Regions from separate parts of the Manis pentadactyla genome. Here region 1 is linked to region 2. Evidence: chromatin contacts called from public Hi-C data. All regions are on one chromosome and are shown on one strand. Each heading gives the region's core, a stretch centred on a gene start, on an enhancer-like site or on the middle of the called end of the contact. The rest is flanking DNA. Distances are from core to core; before and after follow the strand shown.

Region 1 (4,343 bases), core at 895-3,394, 700 kb before region 2:
AATGGCTTTTCACTGAAACTTGGTGTTAAGCAATGATGGCATTTTTTTTCTTAAAGTATCATCAAATTATACCTTTGAACAATTCAGACTTGCTTCCTTCTAATCAGTCTTAATAAGTGGGATTTTATTATAGCTGCCACGTTCCCATTTACAAATTGGGCACATCATTTGATTAAAGATTATTATGCCACTTATAGGTGGAAACAGGAGGCAACTGGGGAGATACAGTCTGGATACTCAAATGGAATGTCTGAAGTTTTCAGGGGCTTTTGGTACAGATTCTTTGAAATTAAGACTGTTTTAGAAGATCTAAGATGTGTAATCAAACTATTACTATTATTATCCACACATAATTATAAGTTATAATTTTCAAATGGTTTGTTGTGAATTATAAATTATCATAGCTTATCAAAAACACACATCTTGCAACTGTCACTGATCACTAATGTCAAGTCATCTGTATATTCACCTCCTTCTGCAAATGAATCAGGCTATCTACAAACCCCTTTGTGTGTCATTAGGCATTTTTGTCTGCTATAATATTCTGCCATGTTTAACAAGGAAGACACAGGAAGAACGGATATAAAATCAGGCTGGACATAGCTAGAAGCCAGTGCCTTCCTGCTTCCCATTTATCTTTCAAACAGCCTGTCTAATGTGTTAATAGCCCTCTTATCTGTTTTAGGCTTTTTCACCTGGGAATTTCTGGTTTGGCTGGTCAGGTGTTGTTTTCTGCCTGGTACTTCCAGTATACCCTTATAGCATCACTAATAGCATCTGGATCTGTCCTTACTTAGATCATAAGGAAGTTTCCAGAATCTTCATACCCTTGGTCTCATGATTGGAAATAAAAATGAAAATAACTCAGTAAAACTTTCAATTTATTTTTTCAATTCTAGTTTTGTTCTTCTAAACACTCTGTTTTGCATTTTCTCCCTTCCCTCCCTTCCCAAGGAGACAATTTTACATTTCCACATACTTTTCCTCATATTGCATCACCTCCTTGTCATATAACATATGTTATGAAACAGGCATTTTATTTTTTCGAGCCTAACTAAATTTTGACTACCAATTTCCCTTCTGGCTAAATTTCTACCCTGGGGAAAATTGCTTAAATTCCCTAAATTTTGTCATTTGGAAAAGGGGAATAATAATGGCTCTTGAAAGGATTAATTAATTCATAATTATTAGAATAAAATTATAAAATTCATAATTATAGTAAGTTAATTAATAATGACTCTTGGTAGGATTAATTGAGGTATTCTTTCCCTTTTGTCTACCAATCCCTGAAATCTAATGTTCTAATGAATGGTTTGAATGAGTTGGATTGGGAGACTGGCCTTAAGGAAGAGGCTGACTGGACCTTCTGGAGTTCATGCTGCAAAGATTTCTGGGCCAGTGTGTGAGCAAGAATGGAGCTCAGAAGTAGCCTCTATCCTGGTGCTTTTAGAGGCCCAAAGAAGAGCATGTATGACTTTTTTTCTTTTGCTTTCTGTTTAGAACTCCAGGAGGAGGGATGAAAAAGATCTAGAAAAAATAACGAGAGGAGGAAAGAAAGTTGTAATTCAAGGAAGAGTGAGAGAGGGAAAGCAAATCTTCCAAGACAAGAAGGATCATACGATATTATGAAAGAAAATGATTATTTCAGAAAGATTCACAATCCCTGTCCCTAAATCATCATCTATTTTTATTTTTCCTGGATCTTCATCACATGAATTGTCTTTTGTGGTTGCAACCTCAGCAAAATAAAGTTTGTGTTCTCTGGCAAGACTAACTTATAATCCCGACGTCAATCTGCCCTTTTAGATTGTTTTCCACATTAACTATTGATGACGAAAATGACTAAGTCTAGCTTGTGTCTGTCTTGAGTCTCATTATTTTGGTTGTGGAAACCCTGCAGAATAAATCAAGTTAGCATGTGTTTTCTGGACTACAGTAACGTTGAAGCAGGCCAGAAGAAACGCATTTGCTCTCTCCATAGACGATATAAATCCCTCATTCACCAGATTGTTGCATCCCTTTGGACTGGCTGGCTCTCCATAGCAGAGGCTGGAGTTGAGCAATAACCGGAACGCGGCCTCTGGCGGCACGCGTCCCCTTGGGCCAGCAGGGGGCGTGTGGGCTCCAAGAGCACCGGCCCGAGCAGCCAGGGGGCGTGGCTCTGCATCCTTGATGGACAGCTAAGGATGCGGGCGACGATGAGGTAATAGAGCCGGAGCGAGGGGGGAGTCGGGGTGCGGACTAGTGTGTGCGAATGTGAGTGTGGGGGTGCGTGCACAAGCCGGAGACGCTGCAGGTCTCGGAGCTGGCACTGCGGACATTGACCACGCTGCCTTAAAACAAATAAGAAAATACCATTCCTGGGAGGGAGGCTGCAGAGTTGCGGCCGGTAACAGCTGCGGTCCCAGGGCCGTGTGATGGCGGGTCGCTTTTCGGCGTCTAAGGACTGGGGGAACCCCGGCAGACGCGGGTTTGTTTCGGCGCCCCGCTCGGGAGGGCCGCTTCCTTCTGGAGGCGACTGAGCAGAGACACAGGGAGGGCGAGCTCTCGCCCGGGCGGCGGAGGTGGGGCGGGAGGGGAGAGGGGAGGAGAGCCTGGCGTGCCATTCCGGGCGCGAGCGCGCGGCCAGATCCCACCCCGGCGTCTGCAGAGCCCGAGGCGCAACTGGTGTGCGGGTCTGGTCCTCGCCTCGCCGTCAGCCCCAGCTCGCGGCCGCCGGGGCTCCCCTCCCCGCCGGGTGGCTTTGCAAGGCGGGGGCCTGTTTGCAGAGAGCCGGGCATTTGCATGAAGCGGCTCGACCCCCCGGCGCAGCGGCAGCAGCGGCTGAGCCCGGAGGCGGCGCGCGGTCGGAGCCAGGCGGCCCCGGTCTCCGGGCCCCGGTGGATGCGCGGCTGGGGAGCGGCCCATGGGCCCGAGCTGAGGCTGCCCGGGGCGGCAGGGCGCGGGGCGGGGAGCGCGGTCGAGGCCCGGAGGCGGCGGCGCAGGAGGAAGCGGAGGAGGACGGGCGCGCCGGGCCCGGGAGGCAGGCAGCGCAGCGCCGCCGCAGCCCCGGGCTCATCATGCTCCTGGCCTCGGCCGTGGTGGTCTGGGAATGGCTGAACGAGCACGGCCGCTGGCGTCCCTACAGCCCGGCCGTGAGCCACCACATCGAGGCGGTGGTCCGCGCCGGCCCGCGCGCCGGGGGCAGCGTGGTGCTGGGCCAGGTGGACAGCCGGCTCGCGCCCTACATCATCGACCTGCAGTCCATGAACCAGTTCCGCCAGGACACGGGTGAGCCGGCCGCCCCTGACCCGCCCGCGCCCACCTCCCCTCCCTGCCCGAGATCTCCCACTTCGAGAGCCCAGGGCCACCCAGTCGGCGCCTCCGCGCAGCGGTGTCACCAAGAGGTGGTCGTGGAAGGGGCGCTTTACACCCCACGATCCTGCAGTGAACGTGCGTGCAAGTGGTGTCAGTGTTCTGATTATGCTCACCGAGCTTCAGCCCAGCCCTAGGGAACCCTCCCACCTTGGGCCCCTTTTAAGCTCGTGGTGGCCCCAAGTCCTACCATGTGGAATTCGGGGGCCTCCCCAGTCCACAGACAGTGCATACTCCTAGGCTCATCCCTCATACATTGGCCGACCCTGCTCTGCTTCAGGCACCCCTGGGCCTGCCACAGGTCCCCCTCATCACCCACCGCTGCCTCGGCGCCCTGTGGGGGATGCCTTCCCACCGCTGGGCCCCGGGGGTGGGGACTGGCGGGAGGAAGAAGGGATTCCCTGGAGGCTCTGTCTGTAGTCTGGTGTGGGAAGGGCCGGGCCCGCCCGCGAGGAGAGACTGGAGTTGCGGGATTCCAGGGCCCGAAGCACCCTGGAAGCTGTGGCACTGGCCGTGCCGCGGCTGGGGCGCTCCAAGCGCCGAAGCAACAGGCCAGAGCAGATGGAGAGCGGCGGGGAGGGCCAGGCTCGGGATGCCGGCAGGGGCGCCGCGCCCCTTGTCCGCGGAGGAGGAAGATTCCGAAGGAGATACTGTCGCCACGCTTCCTCCCAAAACTGTCCCCCGTGAGGGGCACTGTGCCCTCCCAGAGCACTAAACCCCTATCTTTTTGTGAGAACCAAGCTGCCCCTGTGGCCACCCCAATCCCACTTCCCAGCTGGCCAGTCTTTCCAGGTCCCAGTAAGGAGGAGAGCCTGCAGGGAGGTCTGGGTGGCCCGTGGTTGGTGGGAGGGGTAGAGCAGAGGTGCGTCTCTTTCCTTGGCCTGGGGTGTTCAGGCGTGATTGAAGACCTAGGACACATCTGACTCTGCAGCAGTGTCCACGGGCATGGGAGCTTATTTCTGGAATTCAGGCTGGGCTTTGCCAAGAGT
Region 2 (4,472 bases), core at 236-2,735:
CTCGCCACAGTCATAGTTTCCCAACAGCAGAGGGTGTCTGCCTTGTGGTGCTGACACGCCCTAAAGGAAGCTTGTTAGAACCTCACAAGAGGAGAAGACAAGTGCTTTTAGAAAGAGTGTCCTCCTCCTCAGGCTATTATGCTATATATTCCTATCCTACCTTAAGGATCACCACCCCTGGAATGCTGGACTACCATTTCTTCACTGTTTTCCTCCTACAGCCACAAACTATTTTGATATTCCAGGTTGTTCAGTCTTCGCCATGGTGAAGTTTTCTGCTAAACTGAGCATTTATCATCTCAATCTACACACTGCTATTCATTCTAGCAACCAGTAATGGCCCAACTGTTTTCCAATAACAAAAGGTAAACCCTTTAGGGGAATATTGGAAAAGGGGAAAAAAACATCCTGGCCAACAGAAATCATTATGTAGATCACCGAGTCCAAAACTACATAAAAGTCCGCACAATTGGCCCAGCTCACAGCTTCACGGTGAAAACCTAGCTTGTAAACAATTAGCTCAGGGTCAGAAAATCAGAATGCCTGTGAGAAAAGCGCATGATCCCTTTCCACAACTTTTCTCAGGGCATTTTTAATCTCCTTATTCCTAAAACTATAGATGATGGGATTTACCATAGGGATCACAAAAGCATAGAATATGGACACCACCTTGTCCTGGTTTAGGGAGTAGATGGAACTCGGTCGCATGTACATGAAGAAACCGGAACCGTAGAAGAGGGTCACAGCAGTCAGGTGAGAGGTACAGGTGCTGAAGGCCTTGGTCCTGCTTTTAGCTGAGCCCTTCAGGACAGCAGCCACAATGTAACCGTAAGACATGAGGATCACAAAAACAGAGACCACCCCAACAGCAACGCCCACCGTGAAGTTCACCACCTGGCTGGTGAAGGTATCAGAGCACGACAGAACCAGAACCGGAGGAAGGTCACAGAAGAAGTGGTTGATGGTGTTGGGCCCACAGAAGTCATGCTGATAGACAGAGTATGTTTCAATCAAAGAACTGAGGAATCCCCCCACATAGGCCCCAGCCACCATCTTCACACAAAGCGCATGGGATATGAGGGCTGTGTAGAGCAAGGGGTTGCAGATGGCTATGTACCGGTCATACGCCATGGCTGCCAAAAGAAAGCATTCAGTCAGCCCCATTCCACAGAACACAAAGTACTGCGTGGCACAGCCAACAAAGGAGATGGTTCTCTGCTCTGTGAGGATGTCCGAGAGCATTTTGGGGGCTGTGGAGGTCACATAGCAGATGTCTAGGAAGGACAGGTTACTGAGGAAGAAGTACATGGGTGTGTGGAGGTGGGAGTCCATCCTGATGAGGGTGATGAGGCTCAGGTTCCAGGCTAGGGTCAGGAGGTAAATCCCCAGAAATGACACAAAAAGGAAAATCTTCATTTGTGGATGATCTGAAAATCCCAGGAGGATGAATTTTGTCACAATTGTGTTGTTCCTTCCTATAGCCATAGACCACTTCCTGCATACAGGAAGGAGGCAATCTTGTGATAGTTAGATTTTGGTTGTTCTTTTACAAACAGCTGATACGAAGCTAACGTTCTAGATCCAGCCACCATTAGGCAAAGCCTTCTTGGAGGAAGTCAGCCTATGATTAATCTCTTGGTACTATTTGAAATCTGTATGCCATGTATCTTGTTGACGGGAAGAGAATCAGTCTAATAAAGTAGAGAGTCACTAGGAGTCAGTAATCTAAATTTTGTCCGCTGCACCATCCCTAACTCCCTGGGGCCTGTGTAGAAGTCACTTCGCCTCTTTAGATCTTCATTTTCTCAACTGAGAAATGGGAGGGTTGAATCAGATGAGTCTCAAGGTTGCTTTGGACTTGGGTTTCTTACAGATTTTTAGACTTTTTGATGAAAATATAAACTCAGGTTAACAATAAAGTTAGGAATTCTTTATATTTCATACATTTATAATTAATATGAGATTCCACAAAAGGAGCCAAATACAGCAGGCTATAATATTTGACATATTCCATTGTGAGGGAGGAAGTCCAACCCAAAATAAAAATGATCCATTCTTTTAAGTAGTAAAACTAAAAAATATATATATAGCACATAACATAGAAATGTATGTACTTATAATTTTTATATGTAATACATATGTTATACATACCTACATGCTTGCTTAAACTAGAAATTTTTTTCTCATTATAAAATAAGGTTTTATATAAATCACCTCATAAAATGCATCAAAAGATCAAAATGTGAACTAACCCAATGAGCACCATTTGGGATATGAACATACCTCCATGGGGGGAAGGGGAGCAATGTCAGCAATGACTGAAATTGGGTGAGCCATGGTGGTCAAAACAAGTAGAAACCAGTATTTCCTAAGCAAGGAAAGCTGCAGACAGTTAGATATTTAAGTATAACATTTAAGGATAGGCAAGGGACAACTTTAATGTCATCAGGCCAGACTAGATTATCATTTCTAAGACATGAAGTAAGCCCATGCATATTTTACATTAAGAAAGGCAGGCTGGCACTGACATAAGATCAAAATGAGGAGATACAGAAGGGTGTAAAAAGGCAGAAAGTGCCCTAGGGAAGACTCAGTAGTAAAATTGAAGTTGCTGGTATTTTATCATTTTATGGAATTTGATTCCCCATGCATGTTTGCAATCAACTGTGACTATCTGATTGTGTTTATCATTCATCATATTAATAACTGTTCTACATGAACAAGAAAATGTAAATCAAAACCACAATGAGTTATCACTTCATACCTGTTAGGATGGTTGTCACTAAAAAGACACGGATAACAAGTGTAGAGAAAAGGGGGACCTCATACACTGTTGGTTGGTATGTAAATTGGTGCAGCCACTGTGGAAAATTATATGGAGGTTTCTCAAAAAACTTAAAAATAGATCTACCAATGTGATACAGCAATCCCACTTCTGGGTATGTATCCAGAGGAAATGAAATCACTGTCTTGCAGAGATATCTACACCCCCATGTTCATCACAGCATTATTCACAATAGCCAAGGTATAGAAACAACCTAAATATCCATCCATGGATGAATGGAAAAAGAAAATGTGGGAAGATAGATAATGGTATATTATTCAGCAATTAAAAAGGAGGGTATCTGTCATTTGCAACAATATGGATGAACTTGAAGGACATTATGCTAAGCGAAACATGCCAGACACAGAAAGGCAAATTCAGCGTGATCTCACTTATATGTGGAATCTGAAAAAGTCACTCATAAAAATAGAGTAGAATGGTGTTTACCAGGGGCTGGGGTGGGAGCAGCTGTGGGGAGGAATGGGAAGGTGTTGGTCAAAGGGGATGAAGTTTCAGTTATTCAGGATAAGTAAGTTCTGGGTATCTAATGAACACGTGGTGACAAGCATTAACATTACTGTACTGCATATTTGAGGTTTTCTAAGAGAATAGCTCTTAAATTACCTTCTCACCACAAACACACACACACGGTAACTATGTAGAGGTGACAAAGTTATTTAGCTAGATTCTGGTAATATTTTCACAGTGTATGCATATATATAAAAATATCAAGTCTTACACCTTAAATATATGTGATTTCTGTATGTTAACAGTGCCTCAATAAAGTTGCCTAAGTAAATTTTTTAAATACTGCTCCTAGCTTTGTGTTTTCTGAGAATTTTAAATCTCCCCACAATCAGTCACTAATTGAGCAGCCAGAACTAAGAGCCAAGACTACTCTTCACTATGACATGAATCAACTAATCCTGCCACAGAAGAAATAAGATGTTTCTTTTTGTTTTGGTGTGTCTAGCCTTAATGAACTTTTCCCTACCAGGAAGTAAGCTACTCAAAGGCAGGCAAGGAGTTCTGTCTGTTCTTTTTATTGACCTGAGCCCCTAGAAGTGTCTAGAACATAGGCGTAGTAAATATTTGTTGAATGAATGAATTTTTTTCTCTACTTATCCACAGACCTTAGCAGTGTTTGACTTATAATGAGTGTTCAATTATAATAATGTAACATGTAATATATGATATGATCTCATGCACTTATTTAGGGCTCACTGAGTACCAAGCACTGTTCTAAAGACTTGATTTATATTAACTCATTTAATCCTCCCTGGCTGAGGGTGGCGTTACTCTGCCCCTTTTGCAGATAAAATGTGGAACAGGATGTAAGTTTATCTGTCATTTGTTCGGTGAATGAGGTGGGACCAAAGGAGCTGGACTTACTGAATCACTTCAAGCAGAAGTGTCCTGAGATCTCATGCAACAGGAGAAGAATCCTTGGTTGCTTTGTTCCAATAATACCTGCAAACTTCAATTCATCTGCATTTCCCACAGCTCTCTGCTGGTTTCTGGTTTAGTCAACATTTTATACTTTGGCCTCATGCAAATAGTAATATCTGCTTCTGGAATCTCTTTATTGCCTTAATTACCAAGGTAATAAATAATACTTCTTGGTTACCAAGGGCTTAAAATGGCCTTT

The links. A called contact is a pair of places that touch in the nucleus more often than the background predicts.
Region 1: a Hi-C map of fibroblasts shows a contact between it and region 2, with 3 times the contacts expected there. The contact joins the promoter of DTX4 here to the promoter of LOC118909719 in region 2. A contact is called at or near these places in 2 of 3 Hi-C or Micro-C datasets (fibroblasts and skin fibroblasts).

Annotation. Positions count from the first base shown.
Region 1 is chr9:17,924,540-17,928,882 of mManPen7.hap1, reverse strand. It overlaps DTX4 (deltex E3 ubiquitin ligase 4), which reads left to right and starts at 2,144. Exons shown (of 9, transcript XM_057507050.1): 1 at 2,144-2,203.
Region 2 is chr9:17,219,499-17,223,970 of mManPen7.hap1, reverse strand. LOC118909719 (olfactory receptor 5A2) reads right to left here and starts at 1,485. Exons shown (of 1, transcript XM_036880464.2): 1 at 535-1,485. The coding sequence starts at 1,485. The coding sequence ends at 535.